Linked DNA regions of Zea mays: all the other regions are linked to region 4. The links are chromatin contacts, called in public Hi-C maps. All regions are on one chromosome and are shown on one strand. Each heading gives the region's core, a stretch centred on a gene start, on an enhancer-like site or on the middle of the called end of the contact. The rest is flanking DNA. Distances are from core to core; before and after follow the strand shown. Region 1 holds the start of LOC606484 (deoxy xylulose synthase 1). Region 2 holds the start of LOC100275405. Region 3 holds the start of LOC100285320 (multicystatin). Region 4 holds the start of LOC103630349 (pentatricopeptide repeat-containing protein At2g30780).

What was found. A called contact is a pair of places that touch in the nucleus more often than the background predicts.
Region 1: a Hi-C map of leaf shows a contact between it and region 4, with 4 times the contacts expected there. The contact joins the promoter of LOC606484 here to the promoter of LOC103630349 in region 4. A contact is called at or near these places in 12 of 25 Hi-C or Micro-C datasets (bundle sheath, ear, leaf and 2 more) and 1 of 3 datasets of contacts at active chromatin or transcription factors (leaf).
Region 2: a Hi-C map of root tip shows a contact between it and region 4, with 6 times the contacts expected there. The contact joins the promoter of LOC100275405 here to the promoter of LOC103630349 in region 4. A contact is called at or near these places in 14 of 25 Hi-C or Micro-C datasets (bundle sheath, ear, endosperm and 4 more).
Region 3: a Hi-C map of bundle sheath shows a contact between it and region 4, with 2.0 times the contacts expected there. The contact joins the promoter of LOC100285320 here to the promoter of LOC103630349 in region 4. A contact is called at or near these places in 5 of 25 Hi-C or Micro-C datasets (bundle sheath, ear and leaf).

What each region holds. Positions count from the first base shown.
Region 1 is chr6:157,472,449-157,476,058 of Zm-B73-REFERENCE-NAM-5.0, reverse strand. It overlaps LOC606484 (deoxy xylulose synthase 1), which reads left to right and starts at 2,103. Exons shown (of 8, transcript NM_001164333.1): 1 at 2,103-2,228; 2 at 2,311-2,610; 3 at 2,756-3,178. The coding sequence starts at 2,103.
Region 2 is chr6:157,125,963-157,129,538 of Zm-B73-REFERENCE-NAM-5.0, reverse strand. It overlaps LOC100275405, which reads right to left and starts at 2,193. Exons shown (of 2, transcript NM_001328158.1): 1 at 2,088-2,193; 2 at 1,577-1,903. The coding sequence starts at 2,094. The coding sequence ends at 1,707.
Region 3 is chr6:157,565,788-157,569,031 of Zm-B73-REFERENCE-NAM-5.0, reverse strand. It overlaps LOC100285320 (multicystatin), which reads right to left and starts at 1,871. Exons shown (of 4, transcript NM_001158213.2): 1 at 1,559-1,871; 2 at 920-1,151; 3 at 723-826. The coding sequence starts at 1,744. The coding sequence ends at 723.
Region 4 is chr6:157,313,426-157,316,891 of Zm-B73-REFERENCE-NAM-5.0, reverse strand. LOC103630349 (pentatricopeptide repeat-containing protein At2g30780) reads left to right here and starts at 1,984. Exons shown (of 2, transcript XM_008651407.4): 1 at 1,984-3,466. The coding sequence starts at 2,070.

The sequences.
Region 1 (3,610 bases), core at 854-3,353, 160 kb before region 4:
TTATCTAAATGGCTCAAGAAATTGAGATCAAATTTTTGTAAATAAAGAGACTACTAACTTATTTTTGAAACTCATCAAAACAACAAATGATTTTCAATGGTCACATGAAGCAAATTCTAACATTGAATCACCAAAGGACATGATAGAGAAAGGTGAAACTAACTCTCTTCAACCTAAGTTGTCACAAAACATTTCCTTACATTCTTCTAATTTTTATTTGGGATTCTTGGTACCAGCCCATGCTACATTACCCCCACCTCAACTCTATCTACCCATAGAGCCATAGAAGAATAGACTCATAGAGCAAAAAAACCTTGATCGGTGGGGGTAAGACAATCCTTGGGTATAGGATTAAGAAGAAGATCTTCCCACACAAGTCGAGAAAATCCCAAACCCCTGTCATACCCATACACAGTGGCACTGTAGCCCATGTGAGAACGACACCAACATGGAATTCTCTCCCGTAGGGAGTCAAACTTATGACCTGACGAGTGCTACTCAGACCACCTAACTAGTTGCTAGAGGCCCTTTCACAGAACCATGGAGCAAGATATGCACCCTGTTGAAAAGATGGAGGTATGGACACTTGGCATCATCATTTGTAGGTGCCCGAGTTCTAGAAGAACATGATGTTGCAGTAGGAGTTAACTTAATAATGAAATTTAAAATTAAATGCACCTTCATGTCTTTAAATCAAACATAAAAGAGAGAAGAGGGTAAAAAAGTGTAACATCTTTATCTAAAAAATAACTTGTAACAGAAGTGGCTTGCATATTGACGGAACTAAAGGTGGATGTCAGCGGTGGCAAAGTGAAGATTATCAAGAAAAAAGGAGATTAGCATCAAGAATGTAGTAAATACAAAGATGATATATATAGTTGCATGACATTTCACTTGTCCTTACCATAAATAGTGCTTGAGTTGTGATAGTGTGTGATGTTGCATAAGGAAATTGGGTCTTTTTGTTGTATTTGGGTCGAGTGAAGGGGGATCAAACATGTATGGGAGCAAAAATTGAAATAAGCTTAAACAAGATTACTTATAAACTAGAGTGTTTGTTGATCATTTTAATAAATTATATTATAGAAGTTGAATCAGACATGTCAAGCGGCATCAGAGGCAGCAAGCTCCTATGTTTGCTTGACCAGCATGTAGCAATCCAAGCTACTAATTTTAAGTGTTTTGTGGTTAGAACTTGTTGCCTAGCAGCTATTTTCCTTCTAGGGCAGCAACCAAACATGTCCTAAGTGCATGTGGAGTTGTTATTACAAATTACTCAATGTGGCGATGTGCAAATTTACAAAGGTATTCTTTTGGGCAATCAGGCTTGGGTAAATCCTCAGGGCTTGTTCGATTAGTGATAGATTAAAAGAGATTAGAGATGATTAAATCTCTTGCTAGTCAAAAATTGAATAGAGAGAGATTTACTTCTATCCACCAGCAACCGAACATGGTCTAAAAGGGTATATAATTATGGGAGCCGTAGATGTAGGTACGGGGACAAAAGTCCTTTCTCTATGCACTTTTGTGCAGCTCCTACCTCACTTCTCCACAATTGATATTTGTTTGATTTGTATCTTATCCCATATTATCCTCTCGGGATACTTGGTCGAGCTGGCCCAATGGGGTGCGACATTGGTAGGACACCCATTGCTCTCACTCGCTCCCGCCGGTTGCTCGACCCGGGAGGACGAGGGGGGGGGGGGGGGGGGGGGGGGGGGGGGGGGGGGGCAGGGCAGGGGCACCTTGGTCCTTGGGCACAGGCGAATGAATTCCAGCCACACGCGCGGCCATGGCCTTCCCCACCTACGTGGTCATCCACACTCCCCTCGGCATCCCGCATCCCCTCGTCCCCGGACCCGCCGCACTACTGCTATAGGCGCATCCCCGGCGCCTTCGCACACTCTCTCCCCGGCCACTTCCCAAATCCGCCCGCCATTCATGCACCCTTCTGTGCACTGTCAGCGCCACCATTAGCTCGCAGCTCAAGCTCGCCACTACCATTTTGGTCGGTTCTTGAGGAAATCGATCGAACCGTTGGAGTGCCACCACTGGCAGAGGCTGTTGCATTCTTGAGTTGAGCAGGAAGAGGAGAGGAAGCAATGGCTCTGTCGACGTTCTCTGTCCCAAGGGGATTCCTCGGTGTGCCGGCTCAGGACTCCCATTTCGCTTCGGCGGTCGAGCTCCATGTCAACAAGCTGCTCCAGGCCAGGCCTATCAATCTCAAGGTAAGCTTCCTCTGCCAGTTGTACGCAAGCTAAATTTTCTCAGTTCCGTTCCGGTTAGTTTGATGGCCAATGCTGCGTGCAGCCTCGGCGGAGGCCGGCATGCGTGTCGGCGTCGCTGTCGTCGGAGCGCGAGGCGGAGTACTACTCGCAGAGGCCGCCCACGCCGCTGCTGGACACCATCAACTACCCCGTCCACATGAAGAACCTGTCTGTGAAGGAGCTGCGGCAGCTGGCCGACGAGCTCCGGTCCGACGTCATCTTCCACGTCTCCAAGACCGGCGGCCACCTCGGGTCCAGCCTCGGCGTGGTGGAGCTCACCGTCGCGCTGCACTACGTCTTCAACGCGCCGCAGGACCGCATCCTCTGGGACGTCGGCCACCAGGTACGCTGATGCGGCATGGGCCGCGCGCGCGGCATGGCTCTGGGTAACGTGCGCTCCATGTGAGCGTGCCGGGCAGGTCGCGGACAGGCTAGCTAATTAACCACCCCGGACCCGGGTTTTGTTTGTCTGATTCGCGCGCATGCAGTCGTACCCGCACAAGATCCTGACGGGGCGGCGCGACAAGATGCCGACGATGCGGCAGACCAACGGCCTGGCGGGCTTCACCAAGCGCGCCGAGAGCGAGTACGACAGCTTCGGCACGGGCCACAGCTCCACCACCATCTCCGCGGCGCTCGGGATGGCGGTGGGCCGGGACCTCAAGGGCGGCAAGAACAACGTGGTCGCGGTGATCGGCGACGGCGCCATGACGGCCGGGCAGGCGTACGAGGCCATGAACAACGCCGGGTACCTGGACTCCGACATGATCGTCATCCTCAACGACAACAAGCAGGTGTCCTTGCCCACGGCGACGCTCGACGGGCCGGTGCCGCCCGTGGGCGCGCTCAGCAGCGCCCTCAGCAAGCTGCAGTCAAGCAGGCCGCTCAGGGAGCTCAGGGAGGTGGCCAAGGTACGTCCGCACAAACCTTGGATGGGACGCTACATCACCCTCTTGACAGCCCGGCCGGTTAGGCAAGCGCCACGTAAGGGCTTGTTCGGTTATTCCCAATACACATGGATTGGATGAGATTGGAAAAAATTATGAAGAAGTTTGAGCTGTTTGGGATTCAAACCCATCCAATCCCGCTCAATCCACATGGATTGAGAGCTAACCGAACAAGCCCTAACACGTCAAATTTCCAGACTGTCCTCGTTCTCACGGAAGCGCGTAGATTTTCTGGAATCTTGATTAGTAGTAATTCCTATAGTTGCACATATTTTTTTATCAAATCATTAAGATAAATAAATAACCTTGCCTTTGGAATTAAATGGAAAACTGTCAACAGTCATCGGGCAGCAGCAGACGTACATGACGCGAGCTATGGAGCTTCTTGAATCTACT
Region 2 (3,576 bases), core at 944-3,443, 190 kb after region 4:
GATTATATGACCACATAGCCACTGAACAACAGAAAAAATAAGATTTCTTCACAGCCCGCCATCTTCATTCATGAATTGGGAATCACTATCCTGACCTTGATCCTATATTTTAGAATATACGTGTATAAGTATTTGCAAATGATAGGTAGCAGCAAGTAATCCTTGTTATTGCACTTGTGCCTTGAACGTAGTAAATATGGTAGTATGTAGCATAGCTATTAAATGCATAAAAGCTTCAAACAAACCGTAGGCACACGTCATAAGGCACCAACGTCAATCAGCAGCAGCTCGGCTGCCCCAACCACCCGGTGTCGCTGTGTCCGTGCCGTGCGGCGTCCGACTGCCGAGTCAATTCAGTGGAGCCGTGGTCTGTGGAGGCCTATTGGGCTTGACCGCTTTGGGCCTAGTGGGAGAGATGGCTGACAGATGACCACTTCGGGTTGTATCCGGGTTAAATCCGGAAATATCCCGACCGAATACGGGATCCTGACAATCCAATCGGAAAATAGTACTTCCCGTTTCCGTCCCGACCCCGCAGACCTTCCAACCCGTAACCCGTCCCGAACCCGTTTTTTTCAAAAATATGAAAACAGGCGGGTTAAATGTAGAAAATGGGTCGGGTCGGAACAGGATGCGACGGCCCGAGGGGGAGGTGGAGCTGGGATGTGGTGGTCGAACGCGGATTCGAACGGGAAGTGGAGGGGGATGAAAATGCAAGGCGTGGATGAAAAAGCAACTGCATCGCCTTCTTCGCCTCGGCTCCTTAGCGCGGGTGCGCCTCTGCTCTTTCGCCCATGTCAGCGTCCAACTCCCGGTCCAGCTCACACTCGACAGCTTCGGCCGTTCATGTGTTCGTGGGCTAGCCCAGCCAAGAGAGCACACCACTCACATCCCAAAAGTCAGGCCGATGAGAGGAGGGGACTCTCCCTTTTAAGCTGCCCACGGCCACCTTGGCTAGCTGATGTGGGACTAAAGCCGAGGCACTGACTACCGACCCCTGACATCCCACCCCTTGGGAAGCCCCCGGCCCAGCTCACACTCGACAGCTTCGGACGTTCATGCGCTCGTGGGCTGGCCCAGCCAAGAGAGCCAAAAGCCAGACTGATGAGAGAAGGAGGACTCTCTCTTTTAAGCTGCCCACAGCCACTTGGCTAGCTGATGTATGACTAAAGCCGAGGCACTGACTACCGACCCATAACAGGCTAGAAGGTGATGTTTTCTGCTTTTGTTTTTTTATCAACCCTTTGTTTTGTTTTTTTAATCTTGTTCTGGATGTTTCCAGCATGGACCCGAAAGCGGGCGCAACCAAATCGCATTTTGTTCTTTATCAATGAAAGCTGACTTCATCAGGTTCTTTTTCTTTACTGTCAGTTTACTTCGCCAGGTTTTTTTAACAACATTCCTAAGCGTCTGTTGGAGGTGTGTTCGGTTTTATCTATGTTCGTAAACTTCTGATGGTCAATGAGCCCATCCTTTTGTTAACAAAATTACCTTCAAACGGGCCTTGTTACGCTACGCAGATCACTTGCAAAGCAAAGTGCCAACGCCCTCGTTCTTTTTAAATCTTTGCTACAAATTTTACTGTGAACCGTTGTTTCAGCACTGCTCGAGACAACGCCCACGAAATCGCATTGCATTCCAGATCTAGGCAAATACAGATCTTCCAACACGAGCAGATCCTGCGAACTAAAGAGTAAAGACCCCGGCTACTTCTTGCCGGTGTTCTTGCCGCCCTTGGCGCAGGCGCCTCCCGCGGCCTGCGCCGCCTTCCTGGCAGCCTTCTCCTGCAGCGCCTTGGCGTCCCGCTCCCGCCGCTGCTCCGGGGTGAGCCCGTCGTCGCGCCCCTTGGCCGCGGGCCGCCGCGCCTGCGCCCTCTGCCGGTCGCGTTCCCTCTGGTCGCCGCGTGCAGCCCAGCCCAGGTCAAGGACGAAACGGAACCATCATCCGAAACACGCCGTTCCAACAGAAAACATAAAAAACAACGAGTCCACCATGACATAAAAGAGCAACGAACTGCAAAACCCGCCCTTACAAGAATCGATAGAACAACAGGAACAGAAAAAAAAACAATGTGTGGCCAAGGATATGAGTCATTGTGACAACTTCTGAACTTCGTAGGGAAGAGAGACTGCGGACTCGAGAGGAAGCCTCTGGAAGCAGTGGAAAACGTGAGGCCGACAGCCCAAGAATAGACGGTGCGGGAGATGACACGGTGGGGCAGAATTTATACGCAGCTGGAGAGAACGGAACGCCCTGTATCCAGAAACGTCCCTTGCTTCCGGAACCTTCTGCGCGGGGAAAAACAATATTGCAATAATTTGTACTCCGAAGAGCCGTAGTAGACTGATGCGATAAACCGATGGCCAGCCGTTCTGGGGCTTCTCGCTTTCCTCCCGCGTGTGCTCTACGCGACATAAGTTCTAAATATTCAAGTAGAAAGGTTTTAAGATGCTTGTATAAAGTTTCTGAATTCAAAATATAAGGTTTCAAACAATAAAGTTTTAAAATATATCTACTAGCCTGTAGGAAAAAAATATAGATATGCAAACGGCAAAACTATTCCTATAACCCACCTAATTTAGATCCTATTTAAAACTGCTCTAACTCTAAAAACAATTTATGGTGAAGGATAATTAGATGCTTCAGAAAATTTTAGAACTAAAATTGTAAAAATTAGTGAAGAAATTATTTTGTCTATGGTTTAGATTAAAAATATTTTTAAAAACTATTTAAATTTATATTGTAAATTGTAGCGTCAAATTAGAGTTCTAATATGGAGCAATCTTAAACACCCACTTATGTCAGACATGCATCATGCACTGCTCCTATGTGTTGCAAGCAAGGTTTACAAAACCAGTCGGTTTTGGCGATAAATCGTTCGGTTTACCGAAACCACCGAGACGTGGTTTTGGTTAACCACCGGTTTTTTCAAAGTTCATCTACTTTGATATTATACTTCAGTTTATCTATTATGGTAGATGTGTGTTGTATTTATATAATTATGCCGTTATGTAACATGTTAGTTCCTTGTTGTGGAATAGACACCTAGACTATTTATTGTTGGTCATAATTTATATTCGGAATTTAATATAAAAATGTCTAATTACTCAACAGTATGTAGGTGACAGCATAAACGAGGAAAAAAATTATTTGCATCCCGAATGCAAAACACACTCATTTTCAGTCTCTCACACCCACTACCTGCAGGCTCATATAAATAAAAGAAAAACAAATTAATAATGAGTTAAGTTGTAAATTTTAATCTGTTTTGTGGATTTTCAGGCGGTGGATGTGAGAGACTACAAAAGAATGTGTTTGCACGAGGACGTAGAGAATTTTTTTTCCCGACGGAAGAATCGTGCTTCCATTGACATACAAGATGTAGGGTCACAATGAAAACATCAGCCAGGAGCAAGAGATTATTGAAGGCAAACTTCAGGACGGACAACGAAACTGAAGGCCTGAAGGCGAGACCAGTGCACCATCAACATCATCGAAAGAACTCTCTGGCATGCCAGCATCAGGTCAACGCTGCTAGTCTACATACATTGTTGGTCCTACACATTTGTTTCTTGT
Region 3 (3,244 bases), core at 622-3,121, 250 kb before region 4:
ACATCTATTGTTCATCAAAGCATTGGATATCACCTGGTTCCTGAAAAGGATTTGATTGTGGCCTAGATTCCTGAGCTATGCCACTGTTTTTCCACATAGTATTACAAGATAAACAAACACTGCGAATGAGATATGGCTATGTTAAGCACTGCATGATGCAAATGCTGTCTTGTGGAACGAGGAGTGTCTGGCATAGGTGTGTGCTTCCTGCTATTTAGTTTCTTAACAAAACTTCGTATGCCTGCATACAAAGTTCTGTTAAGAATCCGAACAGCAAGCTGTCTACTGATAGTACACGGTTTGATGGGCCCAAAGCACCAGTGCGAATGCATCACATGATTACATGAAGAGTATCACTCTTGGTTTTCCATAAAAAAACAAATAGCAATCCCAACGAATTCAACTAACAGTATCCATCCAGTAAAAACCATCTTCCAGATGCCAACATATAAGGTCCCACATCAGGACTAGATACTTCCCAGTTCCCACAATAGCCATGGCAAAGATAAAAGCAACTATATAGACATTGTTTAGTTTGCATCATGCACTGAACCATTACTATACAAGATACCAATGCAAGATAAAAACAAATCATGGTTACAGTCATTGGGATCACTGGCAGCCTGTCCTTGGCTCGTGTGATCATAGGTCGGTTAACCAAATAGCAAGAGACCAGAAGTGGCACCCGTTGCACAAGAAGATAAAAAGAGATGAAATCATACCTAAGATGATGATGTGAAATCGCCGGAAAGCCCATCATTCTCAATGGTGTGCAGGCGAGCCTCTTCTTGTACAATATCTGCTTCAAGAGAGAGTTTGGCAATTGCTGGAAAAAATCAACACCACGTTTATTTATCATGTTGGATTATATTGGATAATTAGCATTATATATTATCCAAACACTGAAGACCAACAATACCTTGCCCAGAGCTAACATCAGAAGCAACAGAAGGCTCGGGTTCAGATTCAGAGTCTCCAACAAGGCGAAACTCAACGACAGACTTGAAATCTTCCCACGGCTTCACCCAAACCTTTGCTCTGTACACACTCTTTTTTCCAGCATCAGCTGCCTCCAGTATCAGGTCATGCAGGGTCCCGGTCACCACCTGCCGCTTGGATTTGAGCACCCTAGTAAACTCCAAAGCGGCGCCCTGTACAAGAAAATTCTCCAAATATTATAAACTCGGAAGAAACTCAGCGTGGCCGTGGGGGTACATACATCTACGGAGAGATGAGAGATCATGCCACTAATATGAGAAAATACAAGTTCGACCATTAACCGAAACGTTGATTCTAGCAAATCTAGTAGGTCACTCCCCCAAAGAGTTGAGACCTAAGTTTAAGGACCCCTGCAAGTTGATGCAACTGGGAAGCCCGTTAGCGAATCCATGGACCCAACTCTTTTCCCCTCTCGGGAGTGAAACTTCATTGACCTAATTAGGTGGCGTCACCTCGTAAGTCAATGCAATTCACTCTCTCATGGTAGTACATACCAAGAGTCCACACGCTGATGGAATTGGTATCGGCAGGATGGAGAGACGAGGAGGGAGGCGCACACCTGGTTCTTGTTGTAGTGGGCGACGGCGAAGCGAGCGGCGTCCTCGGCCTCGGCTCGCTCGCGGAGCGCGGCGAGCACACCCCTCACGAGACCGCTCTCGTCCCCTCCCAGGTGGAACCCGGAGACCGCGGCGGCGGAGGCCGCGAGGAGCACCGCGGCGAAGAGAAGGGCGCGGCGAGGCATCATCGTCAGCGCGGCGAACCTACTACCAGCTGGTTGGTTGGTTCGCGTCGGCGTGTGTGTGGCGCTTGGCTGCTCTGCGCTTGTGTTCGTGCTCGTGTTCGCTCTTTTTGCTTCGAACGGTGTCAGTGTCACAGTGGGGCGGGTGGGGACTGGGGAAAGCCAAGGGAGCCGGGTGGTGGGGCAGGTTGGCGTGGAGGGGACAGCGACGTGTGATCCGATCGGAGCCGTCAGCGCTTTGGGATCGGGCGGTGGGTGATGACAAGGAGCCCGACGCGGAGGAGGTCGCTTTGTCGTTTGTCGCCGTCCGGCGCAAGCGTGTCTGCGTTGCGCGTCTGCTCGCTCTTTCTGGAGTCGGCGACCCGCAAGGCCAGTGGGACCCCTGGTCCCTCCTTCTAGGACATCCGAAGCTTCTCGTGAGCTAGGCAATTTCAATTTACTAGTAGTACAGAGTTATTTTTTTATAAAATTCCTTCAATACCATCAAAACTTATACCAATCACTTCAATACCATCAAAATTTATAGTTTTCCTTCAATACCATCAAATTTAAATTTTAATCTCTTAAATAACATTACCGTTAGTTTGAAGCTAACATCGTTAGTTCAATTTAAAGTCAATCTCTCCAATGACACTAAAATCTATATTGATCCCTTCAATGCCACTAAAAATTGGTTCCATTTATTTGGGGTTTAAAAATTCCAGAATCAAAAAATATGAATCAGATTTTTAAAATTCCACTATTTTTAAAAACTTTAGTCCATACTTAAGTTTTTTAAAAAAGCGAAATGGTATAGCGAAGTAATTTTGGGGTTTAAAAAGTATGTACTTGAGTTTTTAAAAATCGTGTAATTTTAAAAATGTGATCCATATTTTTTATTTTGAAATTTTTAAACCTTAAATATATCGAACCAATTTCTAGTGACATTAAAGGGGTCGATATAGATTTTAATGGCGTTAGAGGGATTGATTTTAAATTGAACTAACGGCGTTAACTCCAAACTAACGATAATGTCATTCAAGGATTAAAATTTAAATTTGATTTGAAGGAAAGTTATAAATTCTGATGGCATTGAGGGGATTGATATAAATTTGGATATTATTGAAGGGATTTTCTCTATATTTTTTTTTGACACATTTACGCCGCCGTAGGCAGAGGCTCCTATGCATAAAATTCAGAATACACATACGAAGGCATTGTTGTAATGTTGATGAAACTGCTCACACCATTCCTACGACAAATCAAAAATAAGTAGATCCTATGTCTCATAATGCTTGTTCAGAGCTCATCATATAAACTGAAGAGTATTAGTTCCAAGAGAGAAAAAATGAATGCAAAATACCCCTTCACACAAAAATTGTAGGTATGTTTGCTCATAGAAAAAGTCACACAGCATGGATTTTAACCTATAATTTCTCTTACAGTATGTAGTTAATTGCTAAAGAATCAATATCATCTTAGAGCTACTCTGAACACAAATTATCTTACAGTATGTGGCTAATTGCT
Region 4 (3,466 bases), core at 735-3,234:
TCTCCACCCTCGTCTAATGTGACAACGTCAGCGCTGTCTACCTCTCCACCAATCTCGTGCAGCATCAGCGCACGAAGCATGTGAAGGTCAATCTACACTTCATCCGCAAGCGTGTTGCTGTAGGTGACGTTCGGGTTCTCAGCGTCCCCACCACGTTGCAGTTCGCCGACATCTTCATCAAGGAGTTACCATCGAGTGTATTTTTAGACTTTTGGTCCAGTCTCAACATCTATACAAGATAGAGTTGCGACTGCGGAGGTCTTAGAATACCCGTTAGAGTTTGTGGCTTTCCCTTTGTAATTACCCTCTCGCCCCTTGTAATGGGTCTGACCCAACTATCCCAAGTCTATTAATATAATGTCCAACCCTATTTCAGGATCAGGGTTTCTCAAAAGTCCATTTAGTGTTGTCAATTACCAAAACCAAACATATGGTTTTCACTGGTGTAGTGCTTTTGTAGCTCGACTGGTTAAGTGATTCAAGTAGTTGTCTCTTTTGTTTACTCGACTAGTTAACCAATTTGTCTCGAGCAGCTTTATTTGCAATAGTGTTGCTTGCTCTTTACCTTGTTCACTACAATTGGTAAGAAGGTTTTCCATAAAGTGCTAGGCTAGGCATGTACAATTATCAGGAATCTCACCTCTTACTAATATTTGTGTCTAGTTGCGTTATTGTCTTCAAAGGCTAATCACTTTTTTCTTTAGCCAGCTATAAATCCTTTCAATCTACCAAAAGGTGATAAGAGAGTGCAATAGTTTCTATCTCTTCCAACTCTAGATACATCAGAGTACCTCCATTGAGGATGACAACACGTAGTAATTCTACTTTCCTCCATTAGAAGCTCTCTCCACACCTCACGAGCATACTTGCACTTGGAAATAATTGTCCCACGACCTCATCTAGTCTATGGCGCATAGGGCACCTTGTATCACAATCCGTTTCATGGCTTTGTATCTTGCAGCATGGAGGCAAACTATTACATGCAAACCTGCCTTGTTTAGAACTTGAAGACCAAATTTTATTCCATGGGAGATGTGACGACCATTGCCAGGTTGCGATCAGTGGCACTGGTGCAAAAAGGTTCATGATTTAATGCAAAAAAGACCTTTTGACACTTAGAAGACCTTTTGAGTTGAAAAGTCAACCTAGGAAGTGTGTTGTATGTTCTCCCACAACCACAGTGGGATAACTATATTATGGCAACGAGAAATTCCCCACCGAGTTTTAGCTCCCTATCCTCGTTCTCGCGACGATTTTTTTCCGCGAGGATCCACACGAACGTTTGCGAGTGACATTTCTTCCCCATCCCCATTACTCGTAAGGATAAATCCCTATCGGGGATCTCCGTTTCCGCTTAAATTATAATTAATTCGTACTTTATTTATTATTAATGTAAAATATTGTCACTTAAACACATTGTTAGATGTCAAAAATCATTATGTGTACATTAAAATGAATACATTTGTATAAAGGGTGATCACTTGATAAGACAATTATTTATTTTTATTATTAACTATTATATGAAAACATCGTTATATGTAAGTTTAATGTGTCCCCGCGGGAAACGGAGATAGATCCTTGGAAAAATTCCTGGTATGCCATCAGATTTTATACTCATTCGTTGTGTGCCACTGAGTGGCATATAGGTACATTTTTGTGTGTGTATGACATGTGGGGGCCAGTGACACACAAGGACGAGTATTTTCGAATGACATTCAGGAAATTGACCCTAGATCCTTATAGAGGGATTCCCCGCGGGAAATTGGGTCCCGATTGCCATCTCTATCGTCAATGCTAGCTGTTCTCATCAATCAAATCGCGAAAAATTGGACAAAGCCATGCCATTTTTTGGTCCCTTCGCGGCCAACCAACCTAAATCGCAAAAAACGGGCTAAAGTCCATGTCACTTGTTTGGTCTCTTCACGGCCTACCAACCTGGACGGGCCGAACTACCGTTTTATGCAATGAAATCATGACTCGCACAAAATAGGCCCGCTTAAAGAAACCCATCCAGCACGCCAGGACGATGTTGGCCTCCTGCGCTCCTCCCCCGTCCATTCCCCACGCGGATGAGCGGATCCCTCCCTAGCCTAAACCCCTCGCGCCGCCGCCGGCCTACGCCGCCGCAGCCTCCTCCCATGTCCCGCCGCCCCGCCTGTTCCCTCCTCCCTCTGCTCCGAAGCCGCCGCTGCCTTTACGACGCCACCACCGCTAGGCCCTTCACCTCCGTCTCTGTCCCACCCGACGTGATCTCCTCCACCTGGCCGCCGCACTCCCCGTCGCCTCTTCATCCTCCGCCCGATCCGGCCGGGACGTGGTGCTCAGCCTCTTGTTCTTCTACCTCGCCGGCGCTCCCGCCCTTTACCGCATCCCATCTCCGAGCCGCCGTCTCCTTGCTCGCCACCTCGCTCACCGCGCTCCCGGGGCCTGACCCGGACCCGGTGTCCGCCCTCCACGACCACTCCTTCCCTACCCTCCTCGCCGTCTCGCCGCTCGCGTCACTTGAGCTCCTCTCGCTGCTCCGGTCCAGGCCTCGGTTAGGGCTCGCTGTATTCTCATTCCGCCGTGTGCTCTCCCCGGTGCCCTCTATCAGTGAGTTTGCCCTCGCCATCTCGCTCGCGGGCCGCGCCGGAGACCATGACGCGGCGGCCGCGCTCTTTGCCGACGGCACCGCTATTCATTCCCCTAACCTAGGGCTTTACAACGCTCTTATGTCGGCATACATGCACAGCGGCCTCCTTGACAACTGCATCGAGGTCTTCCACGCGCTGGAGCGCGATCCCAGGTGCGGTCCGCCTAACGTGGACTCGTACAACATCCTCATCGCCCTGTTCGGTCGCTCCATCCTCGTTGACCACATGGAGCGCACGCTCCAGTCGCTGGACGCTTCTGGCCAACCCCGCACTATTGGTACTTACAATGCAATCATCTCTGGTTACCTCACCGCATGGATGTGGGACAAAATGGAAGCGTCGTTTCAGGAGATGGTGTCGTTCCATGTTGCTCCAGATGCTACTACGCATAAGTTGATGTTAAGAGGATATGCACATGCCGGGATGATCTGTAAAATGGAGCAAGCTTATGAGCGTGCTTGCAAGCTTGGCATAAAGGTTGACATTTTGCATATACGTGCAATGCTGTGCGCATACTGCAAGTTTTACCATGTAGGTAGAATCCAAAAGATTGAGGATTTGCTCAAGAAGTTGGGTCCTGATGATTACAGGCCATGGCTAAATGTCCTCTTAATTAAGGTGTATGCTCAGGAGGGGTTGACCGAGGGGATGGAGCTGTATATTTCTGAGGCATTGGAACGCAATACCATTGTTACCGCAGTAAAGGTGATGCGGTCCATCATATGTAACTATTTTCAGTATGACGCGGTTGACAGACTTGCACTTTTTGTCCGACGGGCCGAAGATGCTGGTTGGAAGCTGTGCCGGAGTTTGTACCACTGCAAGATGGTGAT